Linked DNA regions of Mus musculus: all the other regions are linked to region 7. Evidence: chromatin contacts called from public HiChIP or PLAC-seq and promoter capture Hi-C data. All regions are on one chromosome and are shown on one strand. Each heading gives the region's core, a stretch centred on a gene start, on an enhancer-like site or on the middle of the called end of the contact. The rest is flanking DNA. Distances are from core to core; before and after follow the strand shown. Region 1 holds the start of Avpi1 (arginine vasopressin-induced 1). Region 2 holds the start of Nt5c2 (5'-nucleotidase, cytosolic II). Region 3 holds the start of Atp5md (ATP synthase membrane subunit DAPIT). Region 4 holds the start of Borcs7 (BLOC-1 related complex subunit 7). Region 5 holds the start of Wbp1l (WW domain binding protein 1 like). Region 6 holds the start of Pi4k2a (phosphatidylinositol 4-kinase type 2 alpha). Region 7 holds the start of Ndufb8 (NADH:ubiquinone oxidoreductase subunit B8).

Region 1 (3,230 bases), core at 196-2,695, 2.4 Mb before region 7:
GCGTCAGAATGAACCCCCAGAGTAAATACTGAGGATGGCAAAGTTCAACATCTTTTGAATTGGGCATTAAAGGAAGGACATACTATAGAGCTCTTAACTCGACGCTTCTCTGCCTTGGAAGTGAAGAAAGAAACTGGGCCCCTACTCCAGACCCATTTTCAGGCATGACTTGAAAAATGAACTAACAGAGCAAGGAAAAGATCCTTTTGAAAGAATTCAAAACCCCTAAGGTGGCAGTGACGCTGACCACTGAGTGACCTTGGACAAGTCACTTTTCCTTTGCTTTGTTCATCAATCAAAATAGTGAGAGGGAAAATCCTCACTGGGTACAGAGATGAAATATGAATGACCATCCTAGTACCTGGCCTACTGTGGACACTCAACATTGTACATTGGTTGAATGAAAAATGATGCGAAGAGAAAGCTATTAACAAGACTATATAGAACCATGGCCGTGGTTAATTTAGCACTGACGTACAAACTACTCAGAGGGCTTCAAAGACAGGCTCATCTGTGCACTTTTAAAACCATGGCTACATAGAAGGAAGCTTGCTGCGTCAAGCAAGAAGAGCACTTTTGAGGACCTTTTGGTCCTCCTGTCAGGTGGCATCCTAATCCCCTGTTAGCGGGCACTATTGTTAAACACATTTTCCAGATGAAAAAGCTGACCTCTTGAAGTGGTGACTTGCTCAACTCCACAAGGCTGGTAGGTGATCTTAGGCTATTAACCAGGTGGTCAGACCTGGGCGCCTTACCAGTGTTACTTTCATTCTTTCCAGGTGGCTGAGAAGGTGGTCAAAAGAAACGTGGGGGCAGAAGGTTCTGAAACCTCTAAGACCGTGCCATCTTCGTCTGGGGGTTTTGGAGGTCGCCACTGATTCGCAGACAGGATTCCCACGCCAGCCTCTTCGCTGGACTTAGAGCAAGCGGAGCTAGAGTAGAGCCCTCTGGGAAGTTAGATCGGTGTCGGGTCAACCTATTGCCAGTTCCAGGAGACCCCAATCGGGATCCGGCGGCCAAGACGCCTACTGTAACCTCTCTCGGGCTTTGGGAAAAGGGCGAGCGCAGCTCTGGGCTCCTGCCCTGAAAGTGATCACAAAGGCCAAGCGGAGGTGACTGGCTGGCTAAGAGATTGAGAGAGGATATCTTGGCCGAAGTTACAGGACGACATCCCCACCACAGTGAGCCCCAGGGCTCAAAGGTGGCGACTGACAGAGAGAAGCCCCTAAGTGGATCTAGGATGTGAGACCCAGCGGATTCCCAGCTGCGACCGTCGGCCCGCGCGCTCCCACGCACAGCTGAGCCGGACCGTGGCCTACCTACCTGGTTGCCTTAGCTGCCCGAGGCAGGCGGAACGCAGCCGGGAGCCTGGCCGGGCCACCTGGATCACGGCCACAGTTCCTCAGAGAAAGTGCTCCGAGCCCCTTCAACAGCCAATCCTCGGTCACAGCCTTAGAGCGAGAAGCCGAGCCAACTTCGCCAAATCGAACGCGGAGCCTTCGCGGACCAATCAGCTGCTGCAGGGGGGAGGGGCGTGCCTTATCCCTCCCTTTTCCCGTGCCCGCCTCCAAACCCAGTGCGGAGATTCCTTGAGTCCAATCATCTAGGGAGTATCGGCGAGGGGCGTGTCCTCCGGGTCCTCCCCATCCTCCCAGCTCACCTGCCCTCCCCACGCCTGGAGGCGCCCCCTTGATTGACGTCAGTCCCAGGGGCGGGCTCTGCTTTGCGGGCACGCAGGCGGGGCGGGGTCGCATTCCTGACACGGGGTGCGGCTGGAGACCGCGGGCCCTGCAGGGTACACGTGACAAGTGCCCCTTTTCTCTGGGTCGAGTCCAACGCACGTGGCGTAGGGTTTCACTGTTAAGATCCTCATAACCTACAGTTCCTAAAACTCCCTTCACCTCCCGGGCCTCCTGGGCCTGCATTCAGAATGATTTACAAATCTTGTAGCGACTGTGCCAGTTTGGTTACCTAAGGAGAACTTAACAGCTCTTTGGACATCTTTCACTGAGACCCTTTCCAGTTCAGTTTCCTTGACGGGCTGTAAGAGAACTGCAACCCTTACCTTGAGGTAGTTAACAGCCTAGCGACAGAGGCTAACACTGAACCACCACTTGGTATGTGACTACAATCATGATCACATGAAGTTGAAAGAAGGTAAAGAGGAAGGAAGCATCTTTGAGAGGTCCTGGAAGCCACAAGAAGGAGCATAACCAGTAAAGAAAGGAGCTAACGTTTTTAGAACGAGGAAGAATGGGCCTGGGCAGAATAAAGGAAGAGAGGGAAGAAAGCACGCTGGAGCCAGGACGGCTTTTCTCCAGAGGGATAAAATAAGGCCTGGAGATCCGCTATAAATAGCAAGGTAGCCATGGTGGGAGGATGTAGGTAGGCAGTGACGTTTGCATTTGCCCCTCTGAGGCTCTATAAGCAAGGAAATAGAGTGATTTGTACTTATGAATAGGCATTCTGCGGTCTTTACAAGTCTTTACAGAGTGACTATAATGTGGTCAGCCCTTTACAAGGGTTAATTTATTCCCCACCACCAACAACAACAACCGTGGCGTGGCACTAAATTTGCATTTTCAGAAGGTCTCACCAGTTCCAAGGAAGCCGGGTTGGAAAGGACAAATGACTGCAGGGGATCTGTGAGGCTCTTTTTTAGTTCTTCACTGCTGTGAGCATGCTGAGAAAATGCTCCGTCCCTGAGCTACTGTGTGCCACTTCTTGTCTGTCTATCTGTCCGGCTGCCTTTCTGTTTCACTGAGATGGGTTTTACTTTGTAGTTCAGACTGGCCTGGAATTTCCATCCTCCTGGCTCAGCCTCTTGAGTGCTGGCATAATAGAGCTGTACCACCAGGTCCAGCTGTCAACCTGGAGGGATGTTGATTTCCTTCATCCGGGGCTTGTGCTCCTGTCCAGAAATGTCCGGAGGGATGCCTGTCTGGGCAGCAGGTGCAAGCAGAAAGTTTTCCTGACTTCCCTCACGTCAAAGCTGACCTTCTAAGTTTAGTTTCTCTTCTATAAAACTCCCAGGTAGGGAGGAGATGAAGGGGGCTGGAGGGAAGGCTCAGTGGTTAAGGAGCACTTAACCAGCACCCACAGGGCAGCTCACAAGCTTCTGTAACTCCAGCTTCAGAGGATCTGATGCCCCTCTCTGTCTCTGAGGGTACCAAGCACACACCCGGTGCATATATACTCAAGCAAAAAATACACGTAAAGAGAAACTTCAA
Region 2 (2,939 bases), core at 15-2,514, 2.4 Mb after region 7:
GGAAGAGAAAGATCCCAAGTTCGAGGCCACTAGGGTACAGAGCCTGTTCGAGGCCTACAAACAGGTTCATATTGTAATGGAAATGCTCTTCGGAAGCAAGCCGGGAAGCATCAATCCTTGTATCAACAGCCCAGCATAACCACCTTGCCACTACGAGCACCCGCAACGATTTTATTGCAATTTTTAACCAGCTGGTTTGTTAAACTGAACCTCTAAGCCCTGATGTCTTCTCTTACATTCTTAGCCATTGATGGAAAATGCTAAGGTGACTATGTGAAAGACCTGAAGTCTTTCTGTACTCACTACGTCTACGATAAATGGCACCGTTTTAACATCCTCCCCCTACACATGACGGCCAAAGGAATTTGCATCCCTTAAGAAAAATTATAGGTCTACGGTCATTATGAAACAATGTGCGGGGGGGGGGGGGGCGCAGAGAAGTGGTGGGGAACACGCAACCGTGTTGAGTGACTAGTCATTTCAGAGTGCTCTATTAGAGCACAGCCCTCGACTACCGAGGCTGTGAAACAAATCCGACACAAACCTTCATCTAATGCTTTTAAAGGCTGCGGCCAGGCAAAGCCAACCGCTCAAAACGCTGTTCTTGTAACAGGCCCCACTTCTGCATCTCGCCCTGCAGGGCTTCGGGGGCCCCAGAAAAAAAAAGGCGAGGGACAAACCGCCTCCAAACGTCTTTAGGCGAGACTTGCAATTGATGTGAGCTTTCCAGGAAGTACTGCGCACCACAAAACTGGCTCGTGGGCCATTCCGCGGGCAGATCCAAACCCTGCCAGGCTCGCAGCCCATGAGGGGAGCCCCGCACCCGCCTCACGAGAACTGAGGCCAGGCTGCCAGCCCAGAGAGACCAGGGGAACCGAGAGCGGCGCCTGCCCGCCCACTCCGCGAGAAAGGCGGGGTCCCAGCTAGCGGACGCTGGGAAACAATGGCGCGAGCATGACGTGGGCCGGGGGCGTCGCCGCCGCGCGGGGAAGGGGCTGCGGCGGGCCGGGGGCGCCCGGGCCGGGGGCGTGCGCCACGCCGGGGCGCTGAGGCCGCGGGCGCGCGGGCAGATCTGGGCCGGGGTAGGGAGCCCTGAGGAAAGGGACGCCGGGCGGACGGCGGGGGCCGCTGGGTCGCGCGCTGGGCCGCGCATCCTCCCCAGCCTGCTCGCTCGCCGCCCGCCCGCTCCAAGCCCCCTCCCGCCCGCCGCGGGTGCCGCCGCACTCACCGGCCGCACCGCACGGCAGCAATCCTAGCGCGCAACTGCCGCAGCCGCCTCGGCGCGCGCCCTCCCCGCCCCCGCCGCCCCGGCACCGCCCCCAGCTCGCGCCCGGCCAGGGACCGGCGCTCTGTTCCTTACCCGGGCTCCGCCGCAGAAGCCGGCCGCGGCGATGCTCCCTGGCGGGCGGTCCTGTCTCAGGGCCCCTCACAGGGCTCGGGGAACTTCCCACCACAGAACTCCCAGAGCTGCTAAACTCCGAGGGTGATGCACGTTAACAACCTATCCATTTCCTAGGAATAACCACCTCTTGGCTTTTTGCCTGCTCCCCTCAGCACACTCCTGGCTGCCCCGCCCCTACCTTAGGTGACCACGCCTACTCTGCGAGAGGCTTTCCCTAAGGTGGGAAGAGTGTGTCCCTTACTCCTAGCAGCTTACTCCTAGACAAACGAACCAGAGGGTCTCCCTGGAAGACCTTGAACTCAACTCCATGATAATCATAGGGACCAGCTTTGGGGTTTATCAGAATGAGTTCAAATCCTAGTTTCACTACTTACCCAGGGAACCAACCAAGGAACCTGACTACACACAGTTGATTTATCCGAGATATTATTGATAGAATGAAACAATACAGACTCCAGGCTTAGTTCTGGATCCTAGCAAACAATAAATAGTAGTTGAATACACTGACACCCGTTACCGTACTTCACTACAAGACAGCCCACCCACTATGTCCAGAACACTGCATTCCTTAGTCTGGGCAGCTCTGGAATTCATCGCAAAGACCAAATTCTAGTCCTGGGAGCCTCGGAAAAGCAACTGATCTACTGGTTCTTCGACCTTGGACTTTGCCCAAGATCTTCCCGAGTTGGGGATATTTGATCCCTCCCATTGTTTTTCCTCTGTCCTAATTCTGAGGATCTTTGTCTTTCTCTCAGGCATTTGGCTGATTTGATTTTGATTTCCTTTAGATGGTATCATCCAAGACTAAGCCAAGTTTTGTAGTACCATCATAATCAAGGAGGACTATGGCTTCCACTTTGTAACAGCGCCTTGCATTTGTGCAGTAAAGTTCTCAGTGAACACTAAGTATGGTAGCTTGCCGGGAGTCCTAGCTTCTGGAGATGCTAGGACTAAGGCAAGAGGATTACGTGAGCCCAGAATTTGAAGTTAACCTGAGCAACATAATGAAAGAAAGAAAAAAGGGAGAGGAAGCAATGGTGAGGGGGGGGGGGGGAACAAGGAAGAAAGAGGAGGAAGGAGAAGAAAATGAAAAAGAGAAGAAAGTTCTTGGCAGACATACTACTGACTCATTACACTTGCAGTCAACCTGAACCACAGGGTGTTTTTGAAAACAGGAGGGCTCTGCTAACAGCTTCTACTTACCCTCCTGTGCCTTTCACCCTGCCTAGGTCAGCTGAGGATAAGCCCCTATTAGGCTTTTCACCTATTAGGCTTTTCAACATGGGAAAAATGGCATGTAAGCCAGTTTGCAGTTAGCTTAATACCACCTTTAAGCCAAGTATGTTTCTAGAAAGCCTGGTTTTGTAGGTAGGCCTGGAGTGGTTAAAGCTTACCTTGAATTCCTCTCAGGAGGCAGAGGCAGGTGGATCTCTGAATTCAGGGCCAGCCTGATCTACAGAGCAAGTTCTGGGCCAGCCAGGGCTACCAAATAAGACCCTGTCTCAAAATAAGTAAATAAATGCCCAGTTCTGTGACT
Region 3 (3,365 bases), core at 770-3,269, 2.5 Mb after region 7:
AATCTAAATTTCCCTGGGTCTCTTTCACAGATCTTGGCCAATCTAGCCAAAGCAGGAAAATCACTATTAACAACCAAACCCTTCATAGTTCCAGCTCCCCTTCACTACACTCCCAAAGCATTCTTCTCCATTTACTTCATGATACATTCTTTAAAGTTATGAAGTAGGTTCTCATGAGAAACCCTCCGGAAAACTAAGACTCCTTGTCGTTGCCAGCTCATCAACCTTCTCAACTCTTTAAGTGATTGATACCTTTCACCGTTAGGAGGAGATTTGGTCATAATTGGTTAATATTGAGATGCTTAAATTTCATTCTATAGAATACTGCAAGAAGGATGATGTATTCCAAAGACAACTCATTCTGACTGCAGAACAAAGGGAAGGTACGGGAACTGGGGTTTTAAAGGAAGCTTAGATTTCCATCTAAGTGGTGTCGATGGTGATGTCTTTGCCGTCACTGTCATGGAGAGACAGGATTAATTCACTCTGTAGACCTAAGCTGGCCTTGCGTTCTGGGAGTAAATGTGTGTGGCACCACCACATGGCAAGCAAAGGTGATATTAAGGCTTAAAGCACCTTCCAACAAACTGCATATTGTTTTAGGACAATGACCTTTTTTAACAGTTAATATTGTTAACAATGCCCTGTATGGAATTTTTATTTTATTTTATTTATCTCAGTCTGTAGCCCCAGATGCCTGTACTCACTACATAGATTAGGCTGGCCTTGAAATTACAGAGATCTGCCCAACAGTGTTGGGACTAGAGGGACAAGCCATTCACACCTGGCAATAGGAACAAATAAAACTAAAATGTCCTGTCCTTGCAGTCATGTGCAAGCTTAGAGCCATTTGGTAGTGGAAAAAAATCACCAAAGACTAATAATTGTGAGCCTGTGAGTTAGTATTTTTTAAAAAAATGTACTACTGTTGAACAGCAGCCTGCTACAAAGTCTAAGCTGACAGGTTTTGCTTCTGTTTCTAAATAATCCAATAACTACTATTAAATACCACCAGCCTTTCCATGTGAAATGGGCATTTCATTAAAGTCTTGGGGTGAGCAGCTGCCCTTGCTTTGTAACAGGCTCCTGGATACAGCTATTCCCGTCTTATGGGCACCTATCTGGAGTAGTGCCATCACCAGGTATAAGGAAGATGAAAGTCAAAGGACCACAAGCAGCAAACAGCCTCTGTGGAAACCCTTGCACTGATCAAACACGGCAGTGACTCTCAACCTTCCTAATGCTGCGACCTTCCTTCTGTTGTGGTGAAACCTCTCTTCCCCCTCCCCCAATAAAATTATTCCGTTGCTCCTTCACAGCTGTAATTTTGCTACGGCTAGGAGTCTCGTAATGTAAATAAATATTTTTGGAGATAGAGGCTTGTCAAAGCGATCATGATCCACAGGTTCAGAACCGCTGGGATACAAAATCTAATCCGTTTTTAGAGCCCAGGCCTGGAGAACCGCAGGGCCATTCCACGTTTACTCTGGTTTTGACAAAGGCCACGGCGCAGGTAAAGGAGACCTGGTTTCCCGATCGCAGCTCGGAGGAAACAAATCGCTATGGCCATAGAGGCCAAGACACACGAACTCTGCCAGAGATGGGGTCAAAATCCAGAGTCCTCTCTCAACATCCACTGGATGGATGACCTTGGGGAGCTCCCCTCTCGACCGGCCTCACTCCCAATCCACACTGGGAAGTGGGGCATAAGGCTCTCCGCTAACCGTGCGAGCCCTGGGGCGCTCGTCACTCGCGGTGCTGAGGCTTCCTAGATCCGCCATGGGGCCCTGACCCTCATTTTCTCCAGCGCCTTTCCCATTCCCCAGCGTCTCCCCGCAAAAAGAAAACCTCGCGCTGTTCCGGGGCTGGAAAAACGGCCAGACTCTAGTCGGCCCTACAAAGCTCAATCACCGGACCGAGCAGCCAAGAGCGCTTTCTCACCCACCTTCGTCCGAACCCCAAACTCGGCGGCCGATGTCCTTCAACAAACCTAGCGACGAGCTCGGCCCGACCGGAAGACGCCCCCTCCCCGCACGCGACCGACAGGCCGCGACGACTCGGCCCTCGGCGTGGATTGGCTATAAACGCCAAGTCCCGCCCTTCTACTTCCCGTTTCAGCCGGCGTCAGACCCGACGTCAGAACGGAAGTAGCCCTGGTCTTACCTACGCTCGTGGACGAGTCGCGTGGAGCTGTCGGCTCCCTGTTCTGCGCGTGCGATTGCGTTGAGACGCTCCGTGAGGTATGCGGCGGTGGGAGCCTTGGGGCTGATGACACGGGAGCTTCGGCGTGGAGGGAGGAGACTTCATGCCTGTCACCTCGGCTTCCTGGCCTGGGTCTCCGGGTTTCGTGCTAAGCACAGTTGGCTTGGGATGGGAGGTCTTATTCCCTCAATCCCCTCGGAGCTAGCAGTTCATGCAAGCCATGCTGTCCTCTGCAGGTACCTTAAGTGCCTTCTCTACGTGATCGCCAGACTGTTTGGTGCCTCGGTCTCATCGGGTCTATAATGGGAACTATAGAGTCCCAGCGAAGTAGACCTTGTGAGCTATACTGTTTCTACGAAGCATGCACCCATAACAGAACAAACCTTACATTTTTCGTTCGTCGTCCCTTTCACAGTCTCACTCGGCTACTAAAGTTTTCTTCCTAGGTATCCCAGAACCAACCAGGCTGCCCTGCGTCTTCATTTATACCTCGTCTTGGTTCTCATGGTTTCCCTGATGTGCATCGTTTAAATCCTTACACTGGCTTTCACTTCTGTCCAATCTGTAGACTGAGGAATATTCTCCATTATTTTGTCACGTTCCCCATGGCTCTGAAGTACCAAGTAAACGCAAACTATTAATTTTTTAAGTATCTTTCACCAAAGAGCCAAATTATTTTCTAAAATATAAGTTGTTACCATGCTTTATTTTCCCTGTAGCTTAATTGAATAATTCAGCTTTTTAGAAAGCCTTTGAAGAGTTGTTTGACAGGCAACTGGTTGGTGTATTTTGAGAAATAAACTTTTTCTTTCTTTCTTTCTTTCTTTTTTTTTTTTTTTTTTTGAGACATAGTTTCTCTGTATAGCTCTGGCTGTCCTGGAACTCACTTTGTAGACCAGGCTGGCCTCGAACTCAGAAATCCGCCTGCCTCTGCCTCCCAAAGTGCTGGGATTAAAGGCATGTGTCATCACGCCTGGCAAACTTTTTCTTGTTTCTCTGTTGTTGTTGTTGTTGTTGTTGTTTTTAGCATTGTCTACCATCATATTTCTATTTACTATTATTATAGTTATTTTTGAGACAGGGTCTCATTATGGAGTCCTGTCTTGTCTGAAACTCACAGAGATAGGCCTTCCTCTGCCTCCCAAGTGCTGGAGTTAAAGGCA
Region 4 (3,238 bases), core at 328-2,827, 2.1 Mb after region 7:
CACTTAAGAGGCAGAGGCAAGAGGATCTCTATGAGTTCAAGGCCAGCCTGGTCTAGAGAGTGAGTTCCAGGATAGCCAGGGCTACATAGAGAGACTCTGTTTTGAACATAAATAAATAAAAGTAAAAAATTGAAGATGGAGACATGACTCAGTGGTTAAGAGCACTGACAGCTCTTCTAGAGGTCCTGGGTTCACTTTCTTGCACCCACACTGGAGAGCTCACATAGGTCTGTAACTTTGATTGCACAGATCAAACACCCTCTTCTGGCCTTCAAAGGCACACGCGTCCACATGGTACACAAACAGATAGGCAGGCACATACTTATAAATAAAATAAAAATAAGAAATAAACTATAAGTAAACAAATGTACAGAAAGCAGAGCTGACCTACAGTAAAATTTTGTTTGAATTTTTTTTCTTTTTCCTCTTTTTTAAAGATTTATTTATTTTATTTAGGTGAGTACACGGTAGCTGCCTTCAGATGCACCAGAAGAGGACATCAGATCCCATTACAGATGGTTGTGAGCCACCATGTGGTTGCTGGGAATTGAACTCAGGACCTCTGGAAGTGCAGTCAGTGAGCCATCCTCCAGCCCAAGAATTTTCTTGGATGAACTTTTTTTTTTTAACCAACCTCTACAGACTCTCAATTTAGGATTTTCAAGTTCCTATTGCTATCCACTTCTTTCAGAGGTCCCAGTGTACATCATTTGACTCCATTGCTTTGGGATTATGGCACCACAGTGCACCATGTGGTGGAGGGTTGTTCACTCCAAGGTCGGGATGGAAAGAGAGACAAAAAGGGACCAGGATCACAATATCCCTTCAAAGGGTATACTCCAGGGACCTAACATCATAGTAGGACTTGCTTCCAAAGTAATTATAAGCAGAGTTTTAATTAAAAGGCTATTCATAAATACAAACTACTAATGATTAAAAAAAAAAAAAAAAGCCAGGTGGTGGTGGCACACATAGATGGATCTCCGTGAGTTTGAGGCCAGCCTAGTCTACAGTCAGGACTACACAGAGAAACCCTGTCTTGAAAACACATACGCACACACACACAGAATTTAATGATGTTGACATTTCTTTACCTTAGTCATTTGAATTTCATTTTCTTTGGCCTGTGCCCTTTGCTAATTTCAATAAAATATGTTAGAATTGAACAGGGTCTCTATTTTATTTTATAGATATTTTATTTTATAGATGTGGTCTCATGTATCACAGGTCGGCCTCCACTTGCTATACAGCCAAGAAAGACCCTGAACTTCTGACAGAGTTGTATTAATGTGCCTAGGTAACGCAGTGCTGGCCCTAAAACAGATAACAGAAGACACAGGGGTTGAGTAATTTGTAGCCACATCACTCCTTGGGATGCTATCCAGATCTTCTGACTCTAAACTAGAGATTCACCTAAATTATATTCTATCCCCTCCAGGGTAGCCTGCCTAAACGGTATCCTCCTTCCATGTCCATCAACTGAACATTTTAAGTAATTTTAGTAAGCAGTTTGAGCTAAGCGCATGCGGTCCTTCCTCTTCGCACGATTGGACGGTTGCGTCTCTTTTGGCCCCAGGGACTCGCCGTCGTCCGGCTGCGGGTGATCGCTAGTTGAGGTGATGGCGACTGGGACGCCGGATTCGCAAGCCCGATTTGGTCAGTCCGTGAAGGGGCTTCTCACGGAGAAGGTGAACACCTGTGGCACCGATGTAATCGCGCTCACCAAGCAGGTGCTGAAAGGCTCGCGGAGCTCCGAGGTGAGCGGGGCGTGGGCTCCCCGGGCCCAGTCCTCCTCCCAGCGCTGGCTCCGGGAGAGGCGGCGCATTGCATCCTGGGGAGTGTAGGCTTTTGGCCCAGGCGCGTGTTGCATTCTGGGTGAGTTTCTTCAGTTTAGGTTGAATGCTTGTAGTTGGAAGAGATGATGGGTGGGAAGGGGAGAAGCACAGGCGGGCAGATGAGCTGCGGCTCCTACACAGTGCCTGTTTGTGTTCATGGGCGTCTGTAGTGAACATCAGTCGCTTTTCGAATCTCGGCTTGGCGATGGCCTCAACTTCCAAGATTTCTTACACCTCTCTCTTTGTGGGTTTATTCTTTATATTTCTGGCCAAGCTCTTCACTGTTTCCTAGACAAGCTTTTTCTTTTGCCCTACCATCTCCTCCCCCTTTCTCCATCCTCCATCCGATTCTATGAATGGAATGATTTGATGACACGTACACGCTGCTTGTTGAGGTCGTTATCTGCCCTAGAGAAACCGTGTGCCCACACAAAGACACGTACATGTTCATACACTTTTCCTCATGAGACAACTCACACGCTCATGGACAGGTAAACGGGCATATGAGATGCAATGACCTCGTCTTTGGTATGTATTTACTAATGGAAAATTAAACGTATGGCGGTGCCTAATGGGCACACCTTAGTCTGAGCTCTCAAGAGACCTGGGATACAGAAGGGACTGCTTAGAAAACTTCCAATTTCACCTTCCTTAGTAACCCCTACCTTAGTAACCCTTCGGCAAGTGGTTACCGTTTCCAACTTAGTTTTCATAGGAACGGCACCTGCTTTCCTATGTAGTTGCAATAATGACACACTATGTTCTCAGGCCTTTGGATCTGTGCATGGATGTTCACAACATCTGACTTATATTACTTTAAACCTGCAGTGTAGCAAGAGCTGGCTTTCACTGACAGTGGCTGCAAAACAAAATAAAAATCCCATTACAAGAAGTGCTCGCCCTTACTGTATAACAGCTGTTGACATTGCTGACCTGATGATCTCTGGTGACATGTTTTGCATGTGGTCCCATCTGACACGTTGCTTTTAGGAATCTGTGTCAGGGGAAAGTTTGAAGAAATTAAAGAATTGTTATATTGCTTTTTTTTTTGCAGATATAAATTATGCAAATCATGGTTTCACCATTTGACACTTTATCATGGTTGCACAGAGTTCCTGGGTCGTTTTTTGTTGGCAGTCAAGTTGACTTTCCTTTCTTTTTTTTTTTTTTTTTTTTTTTGCTATTTCTAGATTCTGTTTCTTTTGTAGAAAGTGTATGTGTATGTAAAATGTTGCATACATCATACAAATGTGCACACACATTCTTCTAGATAAACAAATTGGGGGAAGAAATGCTATAAATAGGCTTAAACTTTTTAAAGGTGGGTTTGGGGCCAGCAAAATAGCTCAGCAAGACAAAGTGTGTGCTACCAAGCTGGACCATCCAAGTTTCTGTCCGAAACT
Region 5 (2,949 bases), core at 195-2,694, 2.0 Mb after region 7:
TCCTTTCGATGAAGCTCAGGCTATGCAGTCGTGAGTGCTGAGATTACAGCTATGCACCTCCACACCTAGCCAAATCCAGCCCTTTAAATTGTATGGTTTAGTAACGTTCAGTCCAGTCACAAAGTGCTACAGTTGTCACTACTGTAATCCAGAACACTTTCACTGTCCCTCCTAGAAAGCCAAGGTCGGTTCGGCAGCAGCCACACCCCCACCCGCTGCCAAACCCTTATCCATTTAGTTGAGTTGGCCTGTAAGGTGTTGAACAGCAGTTATAATGAGCAGGAGGGCTTTGCATGGGAACTACTAACACAACTTTGAGGACAGCCTGAGTTACCTAGTTTCTGGCTTGTATGGACAACAGGAAGAGACCCTACATCAAAAACTAGCCAAGTACATCCTGTAACTAATTGAAGTGTAATTTTTTCTTTCTTTTTCCCTCTCTTCCTCCCTCTATCTCTTCCCTTTCTCTGTTCCTTATGGCCCATACCAGGGTCTGAACTCAGGGCCTTGCCCATGCAAGCCATTTACCACAGAGTGATACATCCTCCTGCCCTGTTGGACAAGAATTCTCAAATTGAAGCAGCTACATGGTGATGTGTGGGTTTGTGTGGACTAGTATTGTCCTTGCGGTGTGTGGAGGGGCAAAGGGAAGCCATTTTCATTTAGCCGGAAGATAACATGGATGAAGCAATGATTGGTGGGTCTCAGAGCTATTTCTGAGTAGGGTCTGAAGAGTTTTGTCCTTGAAACTTGGGGGTAGCAGAGCACTATCGCTAAGAGAGGTGCTATTTAATAGGGGACTCAAATGACTCAAAGCTGCTGCTTGGGTAGTGAGCTTGGAAAAAGGATCCTGATAATAGGGCTTCCTGTAATTTAATACAAAAAGCACCAAAGGCTTATAGACTGCAGTTGGAAGCACGCTTTAGAATCATTATATCTCACTACTTTTTTTTCTTTCTTTCTTTTACCTCTACTTATTTTAATACAAAAAGCACCAAAGGCTTATAGACTGCAGTTGGAAGCACGCTTTAGAATCATTATACCTCACCACTTTTTTTTTTCTTTCTTTCTTTTACCTCCACTTAACTGTGGGAACATAACATTTCCGCCACACTCAAAATGACTGAAATACTGTAAACCTTTTCAATGCATCCGGGTGGTCGTGTCCCTAGCTCCTGTTACTTCCGCCACTCTCTGCGGGGCGGGGCGCTCTGCACTTTTCTGCACCTCGCAGCATTCAAGATGGCCCAGCTTCCTCCCACTTTTCATTGGCCAAATCACCTAGCACGAGGGTGGCTGGGACTGGTATTTGACTCACAGTTCTTTTGACCAATGGACAGAAAGTAGGAGCCAATGAGGCGCGGGAGCTGGAGACCCTCCCCTGCATCTGGGCGGGCCCTTTGCCTGGGGCGGGGTGGAGCCGAGCCGGAAGCGGGAGGGCAGAGCGAAACAGGAAAAGAAGGGAAGGAGGAAGCAGAGGGAAGAAGAGAGGGAGGAGGAGGGGTGGCGGCGCCGTGGCGGAGGAGCAGGAGCAGGAGGGGGATGGAGAGGAGAAGGCTCCTGGGTGGCATGGCGCTCCTGCTCCTCCAGGCGCTGCCCAGCCCCCTGTCAGTGAGGGCTGAGCCCCCGCAGGTAAGGGGAGGGCTTCTGGGCTAGCTTGGGGGTCTGGGGCGGTCGAGGCCTGGTTGGAGGGGGGTCTCAAAGAGGTTTGTTTGCAAGGAGTTGAGTGTTTTCGGGAGGGAAGCCCATGGCTAAGGTGGACCAGGTGAAGGGTGGGGGTGTTGATGTTTAGCTGAGGGACACCTGTGACGAGTTGGATGTCAAGAAGGTGGCAGAGGCAATGGTGCCAGGCGACTTGAGGGTCCTTTGAGAGGGTAGTTATGGTAGGTGCTCTGGAGGACTCTTCGCGGAGATCGCCGCACACTGGCGCCCGTGGGCCCTATTTCTGCTCCGCAGTAGAGTCCGGAGCCAGAGACTGTGTGCACACCAGTGTGTGCTGGGATCCCAGGTTACTGCACTGGCCCCAGAGGGAGGAGGGCTCAGCATGGTATTTATTTCAGGCTGGACAAAGGAAAAGTTCTGAGGGCATCCTGACTCTTATTTTTAATGCTGTAAGGCATAGTACGTTGGTGGGCTGTTGCTGGAGGTAAGGTTCTTGGGAGATAGTAGGGATGAAGTAGTAACCCCTCAGGAGGAGGGGCACATTTGAGTGTGAGAAAACCGTGCTGTTAGGCTAGCTGTCCTGGGAAGAAGTCACTAGTGCTGATCCGAGCGAGCCAGCTCAGGGCTTTTGAGCAGAGGGTGGTTCCGATGCCAATATCGGCAGCAAGTGGAGCACCCTAGCTTTTCTTGCTGGGTGGCTTGCTCTTCCTGAGTCCAGGGCCGAGATGCCTGCTTATGCTGATTCTAGCTTGGGCTGGCGTTTCGAAACCCTAATTGAAGCGTTACTCTTGGTGCCAGATTGGGTGGGGTGCTGTAGGGGGAATCACCCCTCCCCTGTTAAATCTGGCAAAGCTTCTATCGTTTCCTTTGGTTTCTCCCCTTTCTTCCCATCATTGTCTGTTTTCCACAGGCACAGGGACAGCCTGTGCAGCTTAGCACGTCACATCACGCTGAAGAGCAGAAATTGTTAGCAGAATTCTTACCTTTCCCCTTAGAGCTCAAGGGCAGCCCTTTCACATACGTATCTTATTTTTCTCCCGAATATCCTCTTCAAGAAACAAAACAAGAAAAACACCCAAAACCCCAAAATAATTGAGTTTTGTTTTGTTTGAGACAGGATCTTGCAATGTAGGTCAGGCAGGGCTTGAACTCTTGATCCTCTGCCGAGCTCTGTGATTTGATAAGATTTTTTTTTTTTCAAGTGAGCTGAAAGTCACAGAACAAAACCAACAGTTCTAAAGTGAATCACTGTGGCGCTCCATGGTTGTGCAACCACCACGGCTATCT
Region 6 (3,079 bases), core at 174-2,673, 2.5 Mb before region 7:
GTTTCTCTCTCTCTCTCTCTCTCTCTCTCTCTCTCTCTTCTCTCTCTCTCTCTCTCTCTCTCTCTGTCACTCTCTCTTCTGTGCCTGTCCGTGTGAAGGTACCTGAAAAGGCTTAAAGGAGGGTGTCAGATTCCCTAGAGCAAGGCTTAGAGGTTTTTGTGGCCCACCTGATATGAGTGCTGGGAACTGGTTCCGGTTCCGGTTCCGGTTCCGGTTCCGGTGTAAGAGCAGCAAGTGCCTTAGCTGTTCCTCCATGCCTGCAGCCTCTGTTCTGTCTCTAGGTTTAGAGTGGATGCGCTCTACATTGCACTCCTGCAAGCTCTGCCCTCTGAAGCTTCCGGATGTCACGTGCCCTCTGCTGGCTCACTAGGCCTTTAGTGTTTAGCTCTGCTTTTCCTCAGCCAAGCAGGGTGTCCTAAATAGGCTTTAGCCTTCTTCCTCCTTCACTTTGGCAATGCTCCCTGTGCATGGTATGCCTTTTCTTCCCTTCTCCCCTTGCAATTCAGCTACTTCCTTTAGCAGCTGGCTCTTGGTACAGACCCTGTATACGGCCTTTTCTCACGTTCTCAAGTCTATGAACTATTGCGAACTTTCAGCTAATATTGTTAGCTTTATATCTGTCTCCGGTGGTGCTTATACAGAGTGAGGACAAAGCTTCTTCCTTTTATTAATGAAAACGAGGACCAACTGTGTCTAGACATTCAGGTGAATAAAGTCACGGACTAATTTATTCTCAAGGGACCAAAGCTTTCCTCAATGATCAGATTTACATAGTATATGAGCAAAGCATACTATGTAAACTGCATGAAGACTGACATTTATTATTTACTTTTGGTTTTTCGAGACAGGGTTTCTCTGTGTAATCTTGGCCGTCCTGGAACTCACTATGGCCGCAAACTCAAAGAAACAGATCTACCTGCCTCTGACTTCCAAGTGCAAGGTTTAAAGGTTTAAAGGCATCCGCCCGGCTGAGGTACTAGGATTTTTTTTTTTTAACTTATTGCGATAGCACAAGTGACCTATGTCATTGTTGTCGTTTCAATTCTTTGTCCATAGCTGGTGCTTAGTGACACAAAAATGACATTTTGCAGTTTCACAGTCAGCTCAGCGTAGCCAGTCAATAAGTTAGCAAGGAAGCAGCTATCGGAAAAGCTTCCGAAGATCTGTCTGCCAATTGGAAGCTGGGGCGGGCTAAGGGCAGAGGGCGTACCTAACCCGGGTTTGTCTCGAGCATGCGCGGTCTCCACAGAAGGTGACGCGAAAGCTAAGGAGGCCGCGATTGCGTAGGCGCAGGTTCTGATTGGCCACTACACAAGCGCGAGGGGCCGTGCCTACGCGTCGCCAAGTAAACAGGACAGGCTAGGGGCGGAGCTACGGAGGCGCGGCTCCCTGGTTGGCCAAGCGGGAGGTGGGGGAGTGCCGCGGATTGGTCACGGCCGCGAGCTCGCTGGTGTGGAGCGCGCCGGGTCCCCGAGCCGGCGGCCTGAGGGATGGACGAGACGAGCCCGCTAGTGTCCCCCGAGCGGGCCCAACCCCCGGAGTACACCTTCCCGTCGGGCTCCGGAGCTCACTTTCCGCAAGTACCGGGGGGCGCGGTCCGCGTGGCGGCGGCGGCCGGCTCCGGCCCGTCACCGCCGTGCTCGCCCGGCCACGACCGGGAGCGGCAGCCCCTGCTGGACCGGGCCCGGGGCGCGGCGGCGCAGGGCCAGACCCACACGGTGGCGGTGCAGGCCCAGGCCCTGGCCGCCCAAGCGGCCGTGGCGGCGCACGCCGTTCAGACCCACCGCGAGCGGAACGACTTCCCGGAGGACCCCGAGTTCGAGGTGGTGGTGCGGCAGGCCGAGGTTGCCATCGAGTGCAGCATCTATCCCGAGCGCATCTACCAGGGCTCCAGTGGAAGCTACTTCGTCAAGGACTCTCAGGGGGTGAGCGCGGGGGTGCGGGCGCAGCGGGGGCGGCGCCCTGGGACCGGGGAAAGGGGGAATCGAAAGGGTGCAGAAAAGAAACTTCAGCGCCAGCCCCCGGCGAGATTGGGGATGCTTCTGGGGACTGGAAGTGGAGAAACCTCGCGGGATGAAGAAATCAATCAGAACCTTTTTGCAGGGGAAGGCGTGAGCGAAAAGAGAAAAGAGGAAATTGACCAGATACGGGGCAGAAAAGTCCTGACCCAAGCTGCTTTCCAGTCGGTCCCTTAGCTTCAAACTACTGGGACAAGTAGCTAGTCATTGCCTCCAGATTCAGGGTTTTAGACCTATTCTCTTTCACCTTTTATTTATTTATTTTAGTTTGGCCCAAAGCTGTGTGTCGACCCATCACGGACTCAGAGGATTTAATTCCCTCTTGTGTTGTGGGGCTGTCTTTGTAGGGATCCCAGGTTTCTTATTAGCAGTCATTGGTGACAGCGTGGGTGGATTCGTCAGTGTCATCTGTCCTGATTATTGCTCACTTCTGGGAAAAGGTTCATATCGTTGCTTATGGTTCCTCAGTGTCAGAGTGTGGAGCTTTAAAAACACGAAACTGTCTCCTGCCCTTTAATTTTTCCTTCAGTTCTATATTAGCAGTTTACTTAGCTAGGGCAGTTTTGCTGACCTTAATTCTGTCGCCTGCTTTTGTACTGGGGGGGTGTGGAAGCAGGATAATGTGGGGCATGAGGTGACTGAGGCAGCGAAGAAGTGACCTTTATCCATTTGAGACTTCATAAGAATTTAAAACTTTGGACACAGATCAGACCAGAGCTATTAGAGGATTAGTAGGTCAAGATATGTCAGCTCTTTCTTGTTGATGTTGTCAGATGTGCCAAATGGTTCATTTTAAAAATTTACTATTTTTATATGTATTAAAATTATGGGTGTTAAAGTTGTATCAAAATTCCCTCCCTTCCCTCTCCATATATCGCCCCCCCCCCCCCCACACACACACCGTTTCTCTCTGTAGCCCTAGTTGTCTCTGGAATTCACTCTGTAGACCTGGCTGGCCTTGATCAGCCTGCCTGTACCTTCCCAGTGCTGAGATTAAAGGCATGTGCCACCACTGGGCAGCTGGTCTCTTGCATTTGTGTGTGTGTGAATTTAAAAACAAA
Region 7 (3,317 bases), core at 89-2,588:
TCTCCATAGCTACTATGTTTCTTAACCACAAGTTGATGTATACCCTCATGCTTCAAACACCTCCTTGGAGGTCTCCCTTAACTTGGTTTTCCCCCCTAAAAATCCAAGGTCACCTTATACAGACTACTGCCCAGGCTGTTCTAGTCCACAACAAAGTAAAAAACAGACAATGGAAACTGGACACGTGTCAAAAAAATGATTGGAAAATAAAAAGAAAAGAAAAATGCTAACACAGGAAGTGACGATGATGTTTAACCACTATTCATAATTAACTTTGTTACAGGGGATAGATAGAGGGCCAGAAGGGACTAACACCAACTGAAGAATGAAGGCTGACATGGAGTGTAATCTGCTTAACCATCAGTGACATTTTCATATGCCTAATGGCAAAAAACAAACAAACAACCCCCTCCCCCAAAAAAGCCAGACATACACAAATATAGAGTACCCCAACCTCAGCAAGGTTCTCAGGACAGGGGTCCAGCTCCCGCCTGGTCAGCACCTGAGCCCAGCAGATGCTCAATCTAAATGAAACGCAGTGCTCTGGATGGAGCCATGGAAGAATCTCACTATTCTGGAGTCCTCGAGGGAGCTATGATAACCTCGGCTTCCTCATTTGAGCAAACAGCCTGAGCCAAGCAAAAAAAATGGAAGTCTTCTCGGCTGCAGCGGCTCAGCCACCCACTCCCACCTCCCCCAACCTAGAAAAGCACCCGCACTAATGACTCTGAGGGGTCACTACAAGGATCCGGGAGAAAACGCCTGGGTCGCACCACCCAATCCAACCGCCTTCACCGCTCCTGACCCGAGTCCTCTACCTCACTCACCCCATGCCATCATCGGGGTATGGCTCGTAGTCTTCCACTCGCATGTTATACTTCTTGGCGGCCGCGGCGCGTTCCTCTGGGGTCCTAGGATATGACCCCGGCAACATGTCCTTGGTCATATGGAAGGCTGGACGCAGAGGGATGCAGGTCAGATGGACACGGTGCTTTAGGCGCCCACCCAGAAAGGACTAAGCCGCAGTGACTGCAGAGGCTGTCGTTTCGCACCTTGCCGGACTACAGCAACCCTGTATCCCTTCTTTGGGCACACGAATCCACCGCGACCTCCCACCCCTTACCCCCAGCCAGGACACCTCCGCCACCGTCCCAAGGATGCCTCCATCCCGAAGCAGTAAACTTCAGGCACCCGCTTCCCACACCGTGCAGACCTCTCCGTGCCTCCAGTGGCACCACGCCCCGGGTTGTCCTCTGCAGCCATCGGACTCCCAGGGCCGCAGCCCGGGCGGCAGCCATCTTCACCTTCTCCGCGGTTCACTCTGCACATGCGCAAAAGCGGGTCACGGTGGCTGAGTCGGGCCAAACGGCGATCTCCGAAGCCAGCGCAGAAGTCCCGGCATCAAGCTGGGCGGGCTTTATTTAAATATGCTGTAGAGCCTGGACGGTGAGCGGCTGATGAGGTGCCAGGACAGACAGCAAGGAGAGAAAACAAAGCTACTGCTTACTTGATATTGCAAGTTACTGTATTCCTTTTCGCCTTCAACCGACTGAGGCCCTTTCGGGGCTGCGCCAGCCGAATATCTCAGACCGCTGTGCAAAGTAAAACCAGCCTTCTGTCCTCACACACAGTCCTTTTTCACATTTAGCTCTTGGTTTTGTTTGATCCTTTCTCCAAATCTCTTTCCTTATATACTCAAAGTTGTCTCAGTTCATCTAAATGTCTCAATCACCTCAACCCAACAAATACAAAAACCAAGCCGATTACTGGAGGCGGCTCGCCTGACCCAGCCCCAAACCTCCCATTTTTCAGGAAAAAAAAAAACAGATTTCAAACAGAAAGACCATAATTAACAAACTCTTAACACAGACTGGGAGACATGTTTGCATACTATTAAGTTTTCGTTTTATTTGTACAAGTAGGGTTTGGATATATTACACATTTTGAGTATGCACGTATTTCCATCAACTCTTTAGACACAATTACTGTAATAGAATCCCTTCTCAAATGTATACCAGATCGACAAACACAGGCGTGTACTATTCAACATATAGATTTGGGGAGGCCTACTGCAGTGCATTTTATCCTCTTGTAGTATCATTAGACATCATCAGAATTAATTTGACAGCATCTGCATTTAACTAATAGCAAACCCTGATCTCATGTTGCTTAAAAGCAATGTTGGTATAGGTTATTCATTTGTTTTTTTTTTATATTGTTTATATAGAACATAGCATATTCTTTTTTAAGAAGAAAATTATATGTATGGGTGTTTTGCCCACATGTGTGTTTGCACTCCACATGCATGTGGTAGTGGAGGAGACCAAAGGGCAGCAGATCCCCCTGGAACTGGAGTTTCAAAGAATCCACAGTTACCGTGGATTGTTGGCCTTCATTCAGGTGCTGGGAATTGAACGCTGGTCCTGGATCCTCTGTCCTCTGGAAGAACAGCCAGTACTCTTAACCCCCGAGACATCTCTCCAGCCCCACAGTGTACTCTTATGTGATGGTATATGCCTTTTGTAAAGTCAACACTTGAGAAATGAAGACAAAAAAAAAAAAAATCAGGAGTTAAGGCCAGCCTGGGCTACATAATGAGTCTAAGGCATATCTGGGCTATGTGAGACTGTGGCGGGGGTGGGGTGGGGGAGAAGTGTATAATGATTTTTAAGTGTATATTACAAACGTGTGTGACTATTACTTCTATCTAGATCTAAAACATTTCATCACTGCCCCAGAGAAATCTCATACCAATTAGCATATTCCTCTACTTCCACACATTGGCAAACACTAATCTACTTTCTGTTTCTATGTTTTTGCCTAAGCAGTATGTGATGGTGTGTATATGCTTGGCCCAAGGAGTGGCATGATTAGAAGGTGTGGCCCTGTTGGAGTAGGTGTGTCATTGTGGGTGTGGCTATAAGACCCTCATCCTAGCTGCCTGGAAGCCAGTATTCTGCTAGCAGCTTTCAGATGAAGATGTAGAACTCTCAGCTTCTCCTGCACCATGCCTGCCTAGAGGCTGCCATGTTTCTGCCTTGATGATACTGGACTGAACCTCTGAACCTGTAAGCTAGCCCCAATTAAATGTTGTCCTTTATAAGAGTTGCCTTGGTCATGGTGTCTGCTCACAGCAGTAAAACCCTAAGACACAGTATATGTATAAAAATGGAATCTTCTTATAATATGTGGACTTTGTATCTATCTTCTTTCTCATAATGTGAATATATCCCAATATATATTAATATATCATTTTTATGAATAAATGATAATCTACTGTACACTCTGTACATTTACTATTTAATGGACTTTGGGTT

Evidence for each region. Promoter capture Hi-C pulls out the DNA fragments that hold promoters and counts their contacts. HiChIP or PLAC-seq counts read pairs in DNA pulled down with a chosen protein or histone mark.
Region 1: a promoter capture Hi-C map of liver shows a contact between it and region 7, with 3 times the contacts expected there. The contact joins the promoter of Avpi1 here to the promoter of Ndufb8 in region 7. A contact is called at or near these places in 2 of 39 promoter capture datasets (the 3T3-L1 cell line and liver).
Region 2: a contact with region 7 is called in a promoter capture Hi-C map of the 3T3-L1 cell line, with 5 times the contacts expected there. The contact joins the promoter of Nt5c2 here to the promoter of Ndufb8 in region 7. A contact is called at or near these places in 2 of 39 promoter capture datasets (the 3T3-L1 cell line and pre-B cells).
Region 3: an H3K27ac HiChIP or PLAC-seq map of thymic regulatory T cells shows a contact between it and region 7, with 9 times the contacts expected there. The contact joins the promoter of Atp5md here to the promoter of Ndufb8 in region 7. A contact is called at or near these places in 3 of 39 promoter capture datasets (the 3T3-L1 cell line, liver and pre-B cells), 1 of 115 datasets of contacts at active chromatin or transcription factors (thymic regulatory T cells) and 1 of 9 other capture datasets (liver).
Region 4: a promoter capture Hi-C map of pre-B cells shows a contact between it and region 7, with 2.3 times the contacts expected there. The contact joins the promoter of Borcs7 here to the promoter of Ndufb8 in region 7. A contact is called at or near these places in 2 of 39 promoter capture datasets (liver and pre-B cells).
Region 5: a promoter capture Hi-C map of pre-B cells shows a contact between it and region 7, with 2.8 times the contacts expected there. The contact joins the promoter of Wbp1l here to the promoter of Ndufb8 in region 7. A contact is called at or near these places in 2 of 39 promoter capture datasets (embryonic stem cells and pre-B cells).
Region 6: a contact with region 7 is called in a promoter capture Hi-C map of pre-B cells, with 3 times the contacts expected there. The contact joins the promoter of Pi4k2a here to the promoter of Ndufb8 in region 7. A contact is called at or near these places in 6 of 39 promoter capture datasets (cranial neural crest, frontonasal cranial neural crest, hippocampal neurons and 2 more), 1 of 484 Hi-C or Micro-C datasets (B cells) and 1 of 9 other capture datasets (liver).

Annotation. Positions count from the first base shown.
Region 1 is chr19:42,127,548-42,130,777 of GRCm38.p6, forward strand. Avpi1 (arginine vasopressin-induced 1) reads right to left here and starts at 1,446. Exons shown (of 3, transcript NM_027106.4): 1 at 1,324-1,446.
Region 2 is chr19:46,961,044-46,963,982 of GRCm38.p6, forward strand. Nt5c2 (5'-nucleotidase, cytosolic II) reads right to left here and starts at 1,265. Exons shown (of 18, transcript NM_029810.5): 1 at 1,229-1,265.
Region 3 is chr19:47,088,628-47,091,992 of GRCm38.p6, forward strand. It overlaps Atp5md (ATP synthase membrane subunit DAPIT), which reads right to left and starts at 2,020. Exons shown (of 4, transcript NM_023211.5): 1 at 1,946-2,020. It overlaps Pdcd11 (programmed cell death 11), which reads left to right and starts at 2,139. Exons shown (of 36, transcript NM_011053.2): 1 at 2,139-2,240.
Region 4 is chr19:46,688,329-46,691,566 of GRCm38.p6, forward strand. It overlaps Borcs7 (BLOC-1 related complex subunit 7), which reads left to right and starts at 1,578. Exons shown (of 5, transcript NM_025563.3): 1 at 1,578-1,757. The coding sequence starts at 1,620.
Region 5 is chr19:46,597,662-46,600,610 of GRCm38.p6, forward strand. Wbp1l (WW domain binding protein 1 like) reads left to right here and starts at 1,445. Exons shown (of 5, transcript NM_001177812.1): 1 at 1,445-1,632. The coding sequence starts at 1,543.
Region 6 is chr19:42,089,012-42,092,090 of GRCm38.p6, forward strand. It overlaps Pi4k2a (phosphatidylinositol 4-kinase type 2 alpha), which reads left to right and starts at 1,424. Exons shown (of 9, transcript NM_145501.2): 1 at 1,424-1,925. The coding sequence starts at 1,491.
Region 7 is chr19:44,554,104-44,557,420 of GRCm38.p6, forward strand. Ndufb8 (NADH:ubiquinone oxidoreductase subunit B8) reads right to left here and starts at 1,339. Exons shown (of 5, transcript NM_026061.3): 1 at 1,214-1,339; 2 at 828-954. The coding sequence starts at 1,298.